Regions from separate parts of the Bactrocera dorsalis genome. Here region 2 is linked to region 1. A link is a contact called in public Hi-C data. All regions are on one chromosome and are shown on one strand. Each heading gives the region's core, a stretch centred on a gene start, on an enhancer-like site or on the middle of the called end of the contact. The rest is flanking DNA. Distances are from core to core; before and after follow the strand shown.

The links. Hi-C and Micro-C count contacts between places; a contact is called where the count stands out from the background.
Region 2: a Hi-C map of whole body shows a contact between it and region 1, with 5 times the contacts expected there. The contact joins the promoter of LOC105224774 here to the enhancer-like site in region 1. A contact is called at or near these places in 2 of 2 Hi-C or Micro-C datasets (both in whole body).

What each region holds. Positions count from the first base shown.
Region 1 is chr5:31,283,022-31,290,052 of ASM2337382v1, forward strand. LOC105224774 (ephexin-1) reads right to left here. Exons shown (of 9, transcript XM_049458275.1): 2 at 2,386-7,031. The coding sequence starts at 6,839. Among protein-coding and RNA genes, the nearest start is that of LOC105224773, 44 kb to the left of the region's middle. Within about 2 kb of position 2,565, the one cell type or tissue checked has open chromatin away from gene starts, as enhancers often do.
Region 2 is chr5:31,344,261-31,351,291 of ASM2337382v1, forward strand. LOC105224774 (ephexin-1) reads right to left here and starts at 4,496. Exons shown (of 9, transcript XM_049458275.1): 1 at 3,180-4,496.

The DNA.
Region 1 (7,031 bases), core at 1,315-3,814:
ATTTTCAAAATAGTGTCCGTAATTATGTCCAGGAATTGCATTTGTATGAAAATAAGAACGAAACCGTTGTGTTCATTAAATTTGTCCAGTTATGGGAGATGGCCGAAAGTGAGGAATGTCCGTGATGGAGAATTTCATTGTATAAACATACTTTGTACGGTCTCCGGAGTTTTCTTTTGAGCATTACAAACATCGTGTTAGACTTAGGATACTCTGCTGACATCAACCGTCAAACAAAGGCAAAGAAGGTGGTGTTTCAATGAAAGAGATTGCATGAATTAGATATGGAATTTCTAACAGTTTCACCACAATCGCCTCATAGGATACCTGCGGTATTTACATCTCCTCAGAACTTCAAACAATGTTCACCTTAGAAGAATTTAAAAGAAAGAAGCGGCAATGACTATATAAGAGTCGAAACTGAAGCTGTGGGCAAAATATAGTAAGACTTTTTAATTTAAATTTCGTGGAAATTTTTTATTTTATTTTGGTATTACTATCAGTGATATATGTATGTGCCAAATTTCACATCAAAAAAATAATTTGTATTTAGTATACGATTGTCTTTCTGAAGTAAATAAAGTGCATTCGGCGATTTTTACGATGAGTGAAATTATTCAACAAAGAAATTCCAGTTTACCAATCAAATATCTGGCACTGAAGCGAAGTATGTTGGAAGAAACCTTCGCTGGTAGTCGTTTGTCGTAAGCAAACAAATTATTCAAAGAGGTTCGAGAACGCGTTGACGACGAACCAGATCCAGGGTGGCCATCAACATCAACTGAAGATCAACATATCAATAAAATACAAAAAATTGGTGCTTGAGAAATTACGCTTAACAATCAAAGATCTTGCTGTCGTCGTTAAAATGTCGGAAGAATCGGTAAAAACTATACTGTATTTTAAGAGAACATTTGCATCAAAGTAAAAGCACGATTGGTTCCAAAATCAATTAATTTTTTTGAACAATGCTTTCCGACTACCAGGATGTCATGAAACGTATTATTATTGGCGATAAGTCTTGGATCTATGCCTACGCCCCGGAAACAGACAGCTGAAAAACCCCAGTCAGAAATCAGGGTTATGTTGGCATTTATTTGAGTGTAATGCGTCGTTTGCGCGAAGCTACTCTTAAAACAAGGCCGAAATTATGGGCCGACAACTATTGGTTTTTATACCAAGATAATGCACCGCCGCATACAGCATTGATTTTTCATGAGTTTTTCGCCAACTTTTCAAACAATATTGTGCCGCAACTACAGTTGCCCCTTATGAGTTCTGACTGTTCAACAAACTCAAACGACCGCTCCGGGGAAACCATTTTGAGTCAATTAAAGACAAATCGCTACGCGCATTAAAGGCTATTCCGGAAATAGACTTCAACAACTGTTTCGAGGATTGGAAAAAACGTTTGAACAAGTGCATTGCGGCCAAAGGGGATTACTTTGAGGTAGACGACATACATACATTATATTTTGAAACATAAATTAAGAATTTTAAAATTATGGACAAGCCTTTACTATTTTTTGCCCACAGTAGTACATAAATTTTTAACTAACTCGATTAATTGAAGGAGATACAAACAGCGGACGGAAAAAATATCATCTTATATGTACAATAAATATACTGTAAATATAGAATTAAAGCGGTTGAAACAATCTGACTAATTACATAGAATAATAATTCAAGTGGCCTAACTGAAAGCGTTGAGTTGAGAAAACGGCTGACCGAAGATTACATTGAAAATTTAGGAGTATGTTAAAGAGTTCTAGGCTGGTTATTTGTGAGGTATATGGTATATACATACAGACATCTAAATGCAATTTCGCAAACAAAATACAAAACAAATGTTAACTGAATACAACCTTGCACTACTTATTTATAACATTTAACTATACACAAAGAATCTTTAGCTGCAGGTACTACCACACTCGTTGATTTGATAAGAAAAAGCCTTATCAGAAAATGATTAAGAATTATTATTAGTGATTACGAATAAATGCAGGAGGTGTAGCGGACGAAGAACGATAGCGAGTCGGAGTTTACAAAAGCGAATATGGAGATATATATATTTATGGGTAGTATACTCGAACTTTGCGGTTTCCCCATACCGCTCATACAAGCATATATAGTCTGTGTATATAGTATATATAAATATATGCACAACAAACATAAACAATGAGAGATAAGATAAGAAGGGTACCTCATTAGACACAAGAAAATTAGCTATTGGCTAATTTAATTTTGGCTTTCGGGAAAACACAACAATTCATCAACAATAATTACTGATTTGAGACACATTCATCAGCAAAAAATCTGCATATGACATTAAATATATGTTTATAAAGAGTTTTAGAAAAAAGAACCAAATTTTTAAATACTTACACAATAAATTGCGGCTTCGCAACTTGCTCTGCACCCTCCGCCTCAGGATCCGATATATCCACCCATTCATCACTGTTGTCACTTATTGCGCCACAATGCGACTGAGTATAGTTTTTGGTACCAGCGTGACCATCACTACTCTCATCACTACCATTATTATTAACACCACCGATGCGCCCGGAAATGCTTGCACTTGATTTTTCCGCCGTCGACGACTGCCTGGAGCCCAGACTACCCGTGCCATAGATCATGCTGGCCGTCACAGACATCTCGTATAAACTATTCGTTTTGTGATCTGATGAAATGGTAAGCGTCGAACCACTACTACTGCCCGTCAAATGGCCGACGACAGTACCGTTACTAATGCGACGGTAATGAGCGATGCTCTCGTAGCAATTAGAGGTGAGAGAAATGTTATCACTAACACATTTTGTTGTAGGGTTGTTGGATTTTTGCGTTGCATTGTCAGCAGTGTGCACCGATTCGTAACAGTGCGAACCCTTAATGGTGTCATAGATGTTCTCATCATCTGCATAGTAATGATGCTCGTCGTCATGATCGTCCATTGCAGGGATTGTGCTATTACTGCTGCTCTTGCTACAACCCGATCTGCTGTTAAGCGTTTTACTGTTTTCGCGAAGGGTCACTGTGTTCTTGCTTGCTGACTTTGGCGAACGCTTTCCTGGCATTGGCGATTTGGGCAGACGACGCTTCGGTTTCGGCAGCTCCGGCAGTTCGTCGTTGGTATTACGCACGTTGCCTACGTTCGTGAAGATTTGTTGCATAAGCTTGCCGCCTGTATTGCTGGAAGTGCTATCGTTTAAAGGCATAGCAGCCGTAGAAAGTGCAGTTGGTATGTCCGGCGGTGGTTCACAGATTTCATATCCGTCGTATAAGGGTTTGCTGTTACTCGCTATTGCCGTGGCAATCGCTTGCGTTAACTGCGTTGTTTGTTCGGCGGAACCCGCTATCGATTCGTAGTCAGCCAAGAGTGCGGCATTTGTGGCCTCAGTCACTATGGGTGTAGTTGTGGCTTTAGCTTCGTCTACAGTTTGGTAAATGTCCTCGAAGAGCTCACTACTTTCTACTAGTGGCTCGGTGAGTTTTTCTACCAAGTCTTCGTTTATTTCTTGCGTTTTCTTTTCTTGTGCTGCCGCTAAACTGTTATAAATGAAGGATTTTGGTGGTGTATACATAACGGTGCATTGTGGTAGTGGATTGGTCGTTATCGTTAAGTTTTTTTCAGTCTTTGTAGTATCACTGTGTCCAGCAATGGGTTCGTACATGGGCTCTGTCGAAGCTCCTGCTTCTTCTGCCGTTTTAACAGTTTCAAGTTCCACCAAAACGGGTTGCACACTTAATGGACGTACCACTTCGCTGTAATCGCATTGCTGACGCAGCAGTGCCTTTTGCTCCGTCATCAGTTGTTCGCCCTCAATACTGTTTACAAGTGACACATTGACAGCCTGAGCTACAATCAGTTTATTATTGGCCACTTGTTTGGTGCTCGCTTGAAATATGAAGGAGTTATTCGGCAGCACACGTTTTTCAAAGTCATCCTCCGGCGAGAGTACAACAGCGGCAGCGTTCTCATCGTTTTGTTCGATTGCGAGATCTTTTAATTTGTGATCGATGATTTCGAGTGCATCGAGTAACTTCGATTCTGGTTCAGGGGTCAGTGTGCCTGCATTAACGGGATTTAAAGTATTATTGTCCGTCTTGATCTCATCAGTCTCTATTGTGGTAGTCGTTGTTGTTTCTATAGTTAATGCTGCGTCTTCAGCTAACTCAGTAACTGGTCGCTGAATTTCTTCAGTCATTGCAGTCGGCGATGTCGGCTGCTTCGAAGACAGTTTCTTGTTACTATGACCGCCAACAAATGGTGACCTAAAACGGAACTTTTCATAAATTTTCGCGTATTTATGTTTGCGTTGCTTTGCCTTCTCATCATTGACGGCGTCGAGTTGGTCATCATGCGATGCGTTGGTCGGCGTTTGTATTATCTCCGCCGTTGTTGGCTTCTCGCTCGACGTTGGTGTTGTAATTGTGACAGTTGCTTTGCTGCTACCAACGGCAGCTAATGGCGTTTTCAGTGTCGCGTCAGTCGTGGGAATGCTAAGCTCAGCTTTTATGGTGGCCTCCGTTATTGCATCAATTGCAACGGGTTCAATTGCGTCCTCTGCCGTCGTCGCCTTAATGCAAATCGTATTGCATTCCACAGCAATGTCTTTATTGCTAGCTGCAAGTGTGTTCGCATCGGTTCTTTCATCATTACTTTTGGATATTCTCATCTCTGGTGCAGTGCTGCTACTGAGGCCATCCAGACATTCAACAAATGCATTCGTACTGTTAACGTTTTGCTGTAGATTATCGCCTTGTCGCTGTTCGACTTCGTTATATGTTTTTGCGTCATCAATGTTGCCGTTGTTACTGTTATTGTATGGCGCGTACGTGCTTTCTACATTTTTTGCGCTTGGCACGTTTAACTGTGACATGCCCAACGGGCTGTTCCAGTTCGATTTTTCATATGCTTCTAGCGGTGTTTTCGACTCTTCAGTTACAACTTCTAATGGCGGCGAGAGTGGCAGCGATAATTGCGCTTTCTTCATTTCGAGTTTCAGCTGCAACTCATTTGTTGTTGTGGGGGTGACATGAAGCTTAAAGTTCTTTGGTACACCGACACTACCGCCATTGTTATTCAGACTATACTGTTGTGCTCTGTTGAGTTCGCGCAGCTTTTGTAGCACATGCGCACTTTTCGCTGGCACCACAGGCTTAGCGGCCTCGGGATTACCTTCGAATTTCATTATGTTTCGCTGCACAGTTGAAGGTCGTGAAGGAGACCCTTCTGATTCGCGTGCACTCCGCGCTGTGCTGGGCAAAATACGTTTGTTACTGTCCAGTGTGGCGTTAGGATTCTGCACCACTTTGTAGACATGTCCGCCGCGTGACATGAGCACACCGTTCTTGCGCTTCACTTCTTCCAGCAGCTTCTTATCTTTTTGTATCATTTCATTGAATTGTTGTGTCAGCTTGGCAACTATATTGCCACCCCCCGGCACCAAAGTGACCGCACTACCACTGCCGCTGCCATTATTGAAGCTATCGCGTTGACTCATCTTGCGAGGCGCATGATATGTGCGCGTGTGTGTTTTAAAACTGTATTTTCGCGCGGATGCTGAGGACGATGAAGAGGAGGCGGTACGACGCGCGCTGCGCCCCCCTATAGTCGCGCCACTAGTTACCGAACCCGACGTTGATAACGTAAGCGAGCCTGATTTATTCGAATCGCTGCTACTGCGTTTCGCCACCGACGTACTCGCTGTTTCACGTTGCGCGTACCGCTTACGACTGGCTGAAAGACGAGGTGAACTGTTGGCAGCAAGCGTATCGGTATCGGAAGACTCGGCAGGGTGTTCGCGCCATTCGAGCGGGGTGGTTGGCGTTGTTGGCTCCATATCATTTGTTGTTGTGACGCGCGTTGCGGTGTTTGCTCTTTCACCGATAACAATTGCGTCACTTGATAACGTTGTGGCTTTTTCATGGCTAATATGGCTATTTACAGTTGCCATTTCTGAATTTTCACGACGCTTCTTTACCATGTCTTGCCTTTTTAGCCAATGTATGCGCTCGCCGCGGTCACTCGCCTGCACTGCTGGAAAGTGCGCATCGTCGTCGCGCGTCTCACTGCTTACGATGCCAGCGGTGACGCGGCGCGCACTCTTGATACGCATGCGCGCCTCGCGCGTCAAATGTTTTGCTGCTTGCTCGGCCGTTTTGTACTTATAAAAGTTGTCCTTCTCCCGATGTAAATAGTGTAGTTCGGACTCGTGCGTCGCTACTGTTAGCGCTTCAGCTTCACTATCAACGCCAACCTGCGTGCAATCGTGTAGGCTGTGCGCGCGTTTTTGGCTCAATCCAATGCCTTCGTCAGCACTCGCAGCAGACTCCGCTGTCGGTTTGGCTGCGTTCACTAAACAGCCAATGGATTTTGTTAATTTGTTCGCTTTGCTGTCACTTAGTGAGTTTTGTCGTCGCGTTGCGTCCTCACTAGCGCTAATGCGTTTATTCCACAAGTGTCGCAAACTTTGGACGCCACGAAATTCGCGTAGTGTTACGTCGCGTTCCGCCGCCGCGTTCGTCGGCGTCGGTGTCTGTGGCGATAATGACTTGGCACGACTCCCTGTATGGACTCCGCTCCCTTCAACGGCACTGATCTCTGTGTATTTTTGTTCGCTTTGCGTTGTATCGGTTTTATTTGTTTGTTTGGCGTTGCCACCGCGAAGCCAACTGAAAAGTGTCTTTGCTTTTGATGGCGATGAATTTGGTGTGGTTGAGTTTGTTGTAATTAATGCACTTTTATTTGCATCTTCAATAGCAGGCTTGGCCGTAGCCAACACTGCTGCATCGTATGTGGTCAACATTGTTTTTGTTTCCTTTGCACTGTCCAACATTTTGCTGTTCGTTTTTGGTATTAAACACTATTTGCACTAAGTTTTTCTTGTTGTTTTTGTTTATTATATGATTAGCTATCGGCTCACGTTCTTTGGTGTTGCATATTTCACTTTGGCAGCAATCACTTCGGTTGCAGATGACAGCCACTGCACAAGTGGCTGACGTTCCACAGGGGACTTGGCAGTGTGCGA
Region 2 (7,031 bases), core at 3,246-5,745, 63 kb after region 1:
GTCGGTTTAAATTTCTTCGAGAATGATGCCGGTAGTAACGCAACCATCAATCGCGACCGCTACACACCATGATAACCGACTATTTGATAACTGAAATATAAGCTCGTAATCTCATCGACAGACACCGCCACTTACCACACGTCGTATCAGTAAATAGATTTATTGAGGGCCGGTCGATTGGCAACAAGATCATATGATATCACACCGTTGGACTTTTTCCTGTTGTACAGTCTAAAGTCTATGCGGATAATTCCTTTTCAATTCAGGTCTTGAAGCAAAACATCACACGTGTCATTTGCCGGTAACCAATCGATATGCTCGAACGAGTCATTGAAAATTGGACACAACAATGGACCATCTAAGATGTAGCGCGACCAATATTTGACAGAGATATTCTCCAAAAAATAAATGCCAAAGAGTGTTCTTTCGAACCTCGAAATGGATCACCCTATATACAAAAAAAAATGATATAAAAAAAGTTGAGAAAGTATGCAAGTACCGTAAGCTATACAATTTCACACCTACGATAAATGCTTAGGTAAATAAAATCAATAAGTTATTTTACGATTATCCAGCGAATCTTAATAAATATGTACGAATAAATTTTGTAAAATGATTAAAAAATAAGAAAACACTTTACCGGTTGCACCAAAGCTAAAATACTCTTCACAAATTAAAACATTTTCCTTGATGAACTTGATCGGTCAGTTTGTGTGTCCTATAATAATCCGATCTGAACAATTTGTGAAAAGATTATAACGTGGCCTTGGGAATATTGCATGCCAAATTCTGTGCTGATAAAAGATCTTGATTTTGATCGAACAATTTGTATGACAGCTATGTACTCGTATATGCTACAGAAGTCCGATCTGAACAATTCTTCTTAGATTATACCCTTATTTTCAAATTTCGTGAAGATATCTCGTCAAAAGAAAAATTTTCATACAAGAACTTGATTCGGGTCATACAGTTCGTATGGTTCCGAGCAGCTTCTTAGAAAAAAAGGACGTGTGCAAAATTTCAGATCGATATTTCAAAAACTAAAAGACTAGTTCACGTATATACAGACAAACCCAGAGACGTGGCCAAATATACACATATTTTTTTTATAGGGTATCTGAAGGTTTCTTCGGAGTATAACAGACTTCGTGGAAAATTTAATATATTCTGTTAACATTCTAGGGTATAATGAATGCAAAGCGGAAACACCATCCGGTATCGCACAAAGTAAAATGTTTAAAATATCAGAACTTTACTTCGTATGTTAATAATTTATAATTGCTGTGATAAGCTATTTTGAACTAAACGTGAAATAAATGCTTAAGTCAGCTTTGAAAACTTCTACTAAAATGACCCGAAAAATTCTTTTGTCTGAGGCTGCCTAAACAAATACTGAGATACATTCAATAGCCTACATAGTGAACTAGTGCTACTGGGAGCGAGTGGAAATTAGTGAACCCCGATGTTCACGCTTAATGGCCTCATATTGATGACAGCCGAACTTACAAGTTTAGACAACTGATATGCTTGTATTCACGTATTCACTGTTCAATAAAAAAACGAATTCTTATCACCTTGAAACTCATCACAAACCGATATTGAGGGGTAGATACTTCCGGCTATCATCAGTTTGACCAAATTCGGACATTTTTCGCTATCTTAAAAAGTTGGTCAGCTTAAAAAATATACAAGTATGCGGCGTAGTAGTAAGAATGCTTTAAAACAAAATGAGATCGGAACTAAAAAAATTTCCTGCAGGGTACATCATCGCATGTGTATGTATACACATACATATATGTATATGTATAACTGTATACACAAATTGATAGTGCTTCGGAGAATTGAAGTTAAATTAATTTGATAACTTCTTATCAACAATTGCGAGAATGTGAATTCCATAAGTATGAACAAGTAAATCACTTCACAATAATACATGCCACGTTGAACCCTTCTCTCTACTATATTTATGCCTCTAATCATCATGCCGCGACAATAACATTGCAAAGAGTATTTGAGATACTATTTATTTCCCAACCTTTGCTTTGAAAATCCTTCCGACGGCATTAGTTTATTCTTGTTTCACTTGGGAGTGGCCAGAAACGATTATTTTACATATGGCTCAAGCAGCTCACGACTTTCGGTCTTAGATAAAGTATCCTCTGAGTAGCCAAAAAACAAGCGTTTGAACGCGAGCTAAAGTGAGAAGGCGAAACATCCCTTCCCAGGGTTGTGCGTTGGGTTTGGGATTCACCACATCCAAAAACACTCTGAAGGAAAAGAACAAATCAGCCTCGGTTGAGAGACTCCCCTTTAGACCTTATGTGAAAAAAAGCCCACCTTCAGCTAACTGATTGGACCAAATCTTCGTCGATTTCAAAGCTGTTTTTTACAGTGCGAAAAAGATCTGTTTTTATGCCACTATGTCTGACAAAATCTGATGAGTCGACGTTACAAGTTTCCGGGAGAAAGGTACTGCGGAAGATTTATGGTCCTTTACGCATTGGCAACGGCGAATACCGCAGTCGATGGAACGATGAGCTGTACGAGATGAAAACACTCCAACTCTTAGGGTATTGGATGCAGTAGACGCCGGAGAAGCAGAGGAAGCGAAAGACATCGACACCATTGTAAAGATCAGATGCAGAAAGAATCTTGGAATCTCTTTCACACCAAGAAGCTGTTGGAACCACTATGGCATATGTATAGCTGCCATACAAACCGAACGATCAGAATCAAGTGTTTGTATAGACCATTTTTCCACATGAGGAGATATTTTAACGAAATTTTCATGAATTTATATTGTTCAAGGCAATGAAGCAATCTCCGAAGAAATTGTTCAAGTCCGAGCACAATAGCACTGGCGTACAAACTGACGGATCACAGTTCTTGTTAGGGATGTTTTGCAATTGTGGAGGGTATTACAGCTTCGATGAACCGATGTTAACGTGTTTTTTACAATTATTACTACGAATTAAAACTATTACTGCGTTTCAGAAAAAATAAAGATTTTGAAGCACGTTTCAACCACACCTTCTCAGAATTAAGAGCATTGAACAAGCATGAACCATTTACACCCACTGAGGGTATAGGAAATTTGAAAAATTCGAAAATTATTCAATAGACGATAAGTGCAAATATCTATGTGGTATATATAGTGTTTATTTTCTTTGTATACTTACATTGTGAATAATTGATTTCCTATTACAGGCAACGGCAAATAAATCACAGCAAAATACAAAGAACTGAGCTGCTTACTCGCTACGTCAATTACGTCAATTCAATTACACAAAAACTAACTTTGAAAACTATACACACACAAACACAATTATTAAGGCAAATTTCTGTGAAAAAAAACACAATTTAACATAGTGCGGTTTTCAGCACAATTATTACTTAAAACATCAGTAGCACTTGTTTCTTGTAGGAAAGTATAGGGAAACTTTATTGAACTTGCAGAAGCGTACGCAAATCTCACAGACTGAAGAAACTGAAGTTACACTTTTTTAAAAGTATGTATGTATGAATATATTAATGTACGAATTCTGCCTTCCGGTCCAGCAATTGCTGCGAACCGCAATTTTGGCTGCTGCGAATATTTTATGAAAAAATTATGTGGACACTTTTGGTTCATGCAAAGACGGACAAAACTTCCCGAACAGGTATTTTTGCGCAATCAAAACGCTTTTGACTTTTCTATTGCAGACATACATATTTACATGTGTAAACACATGATGAACTAAACGGCAGATTAATATTGCCGCAGACGCATTGAAAGTGACAGTTACTGTCACCGGTTTTCAATTTATTGTTTGTTTTTTTTTTATGCACAAAAGTAGGTAAGTGGCGACATGGCAGGCGGATCAGTGATAGTAATCTCGTCACAAACTTCACTCAGCACTTCAACTCTGCACAATCTTTTTAAATTATTTTTCACTTTTTTATTTTCAAAATTTTTCTTCATTCATTAAACCACAGATGTACTTATGTATGTATGTATGCTTGAATATAAGTAGTACATTGTGGCAAATATCAAAGATGAAAGTAAAGATCGGCTGAGTAACGCGCGTTGGCAGCCACACTGATTTCGTTGGTTGATGCTGCCGTTGCCACTTGACGGTTGACGATTAACAGCACCGCGCGCCTGCGCTCAACCAATCCGGCACGGCGCGCTATGGATCAACCAGTTTCGCGGTCGTCAATGCAACGCACTCGCGCGCGCAGTGACTTCTTACACACATACACAAAAACAAAAACACTTTCACGTTCACTTTTCAATCAACGCTCATCAATAATACAACACAATTAATTGCAACAATTGCAATGTTAATGCGATCACTTATTTTCCAATTCGCAATTAAAACGCACCAATAATTCATGAAAATACACAATTTTGCTTCAAAATCAGTATGAATCCGTAAGATAAACAGAATTAACGCGCGGCTACTCGATAAGCGCGCCGTTTCGTGCGCTGTTCGCCGTCCGTTGCAAGACTGAAGTGCGATCCGTAAGAAAACTGTAACTGAAAGTACACAACGGCGACGCAAACGCCGCGCCATTCACCGCTCACCGCCGTTTGTCCTATATGCCTTTTGCCTACGCTCCGCGCTGTTAAGGCAACCGACGTTCGTTCGCAATGTTAATGACGATTGCAAATACACAAACAAAAGAAACTCTATCAGCAACAACACCAACGCTTGCAATACCAACAACCATGAGACGATGGAGACGACAGCGACCGCGTTGCTTGAGAAGCTTCATTGTTTTCGCTTAGCGCTGGAAATGTTATTATATTTCACCCGATTGTTGTTGTGGACTTGAGTCTGATCGCGCTTGCCATTGCGTTCGGTGAATAGACGAGGCAGCGTTTGGCCGCTCGATAGCCACTCATTCTTATTGCGAGCGCTTGGTGTTGGTGATTAAGACGGCGGCGCCGATGACGCTAACAATGCGTTCAACTTCATCGGCGCGCCGTTTTGAGTGATTGTCGAGCGCGGCGTGCTGTTTGCTGTATCGTGAAAAAGTAATAATCAACAGAAAACGTTAACAAGTCGACATACATACCCTACGAATTCATACGCTCACACGCATTTGTTGAGCTCACATGCGCTCACCATTAAAATCATATTAATCGCTTTGAGCAAAAGTTCCATAAGAATTGAAAAAATTTGAACTTAAAGAAGTTAACAATGGTAAAAAAGCTCTCATCCGGTGAATTGTTTATTCCAAAATGAGACTTTTTTATCTGATTCAAAGAAAGTATATAGTATTTGTACAAAAAATATGACGCCTAGTAGTAGTAAGTAGATTTAAGTTGTGCTATCAAACAATTGTTCACAGTATCGAAGGTGCGGTAATTTTTTCTTCAAATACGCATGCCTATAAAGAAAGTTTCACACTTTTGAGTCCGGTCTTCAATTTCACTTAGTCGTGATTATAGTATTGCTTTAAATTAACGCTTCCGCACCTACCTGTAGAAGAAAGTACTATTTAGATTAGGATGAACCTACTAAGATTAAAAATCGAGTATAAATCAGGGTAAATGCCCCAACTTTTTTCGATTGCTTCACTTTTGTAAAGTGGAGCAATCTAGGCTATGTTATTCTTTTATCTCTTGTCTTTGAATGACTGAACATAGATCTTAATTAATTCTAAATCCATTCATTTCGAGGTTTCCTACTTTTTCAAAGAAAAAAATACAGAAACTTCAAATTTAATGGGAAATGTTTATTATCATTCGAAAGAACATTTCTGCTTTTATATTTTTTGAGGATTATCTCTTTTAAATGTGAGCCGCGGTTACGTCTCATATGGTCTCTTGAATCACTTCAGGTAGCTCTGCGGCAATTTTGCTTATTTTTATACCCATTTAGCCAGAAATGGGCTATATCGCTGAACAAAATTTGGCTTTGTCAGTCCGAGTTGCTACGAATGCCGCCAAATCGAGTATTGTAGTTTGCGTACACCCTGAGCTATAACTGACCAAAGATCTTATTTCTGTAGCAATGTAAATGTGATTACTGTATTATGTTGTATTGTTACCTTATTTTCATGTTACTTGAATAAGCCATCCTGTTGTACTTTTGAATTTGTATCATACCTTATTTTAATGTTACTCGAATAAGCAACCCTGATGTAATTTTTAAACTTGTAACTGGCGACATGAAAGTGAGAAAAAATAAAGAAGAGTCAGTTCGGATGCAACCACGAAACGAATCGGTCTTCCTACATTTCTAAGTAAGAAATACTTTGTTTATAATTGGTAATCTAAAAGGGGAGAGAAATCTGTAAATTTAGAGGCAGCCCTAGGCGGACATAAAAGTTTGAAGTTAAAGAGAAGCATTACGACGAAAATTGTTGTCAAACCCAAGAAGAGCTCACAGGATATTTGGGAGTGACTCAGGCAGCCATTCCAGCACATTTAAATCAAGAAAATTAGGTGCTATAGGAATTAAAACCATGAGACGTTGAAAAATGGTTCCACTACGACAACCGTAAATGTAAAAAATCATATGTGAAACCTCGGAGGGTTGCTCCAATCAATAGCAAAGCCGAATATCCTAGATACAAAGATAAACCATCGTATTTGGTGGGGTCAGAAGTACCCGTTGTATTAAGAGTTTCTAAAAGCGATACCGACAACAATTCATCAAACTAATGCGAGTGAAGCTCGGCCTCATGTTGCAAGACCGGTTAAAAACCATTTAGGAAACAGCGGCAGGGAAGTTTTGCCACACACGCTTTGATATAATTGACCAGTTTGAAAGCAATACTCTTCAAATTTATCCAAATTTAGGGAAAATTGACTAGATAAACATATTAATATAATTTGCCATTTCTTTACTTCCATCTTGTACCCTAAATGTAGTACGAACTCAAAAAATCTAATCCAGGAGTGCAGTGGACTAATTCCGTACTTTAGATTTCCATCGATAGGATGAAATTTTACGCTGTTATAATCTTTGACTTTAACAAAGTCAGTTTGGGTTCCATGGCATATTTGACATTTTTGATTTGATTTTGTAACGGTTAAA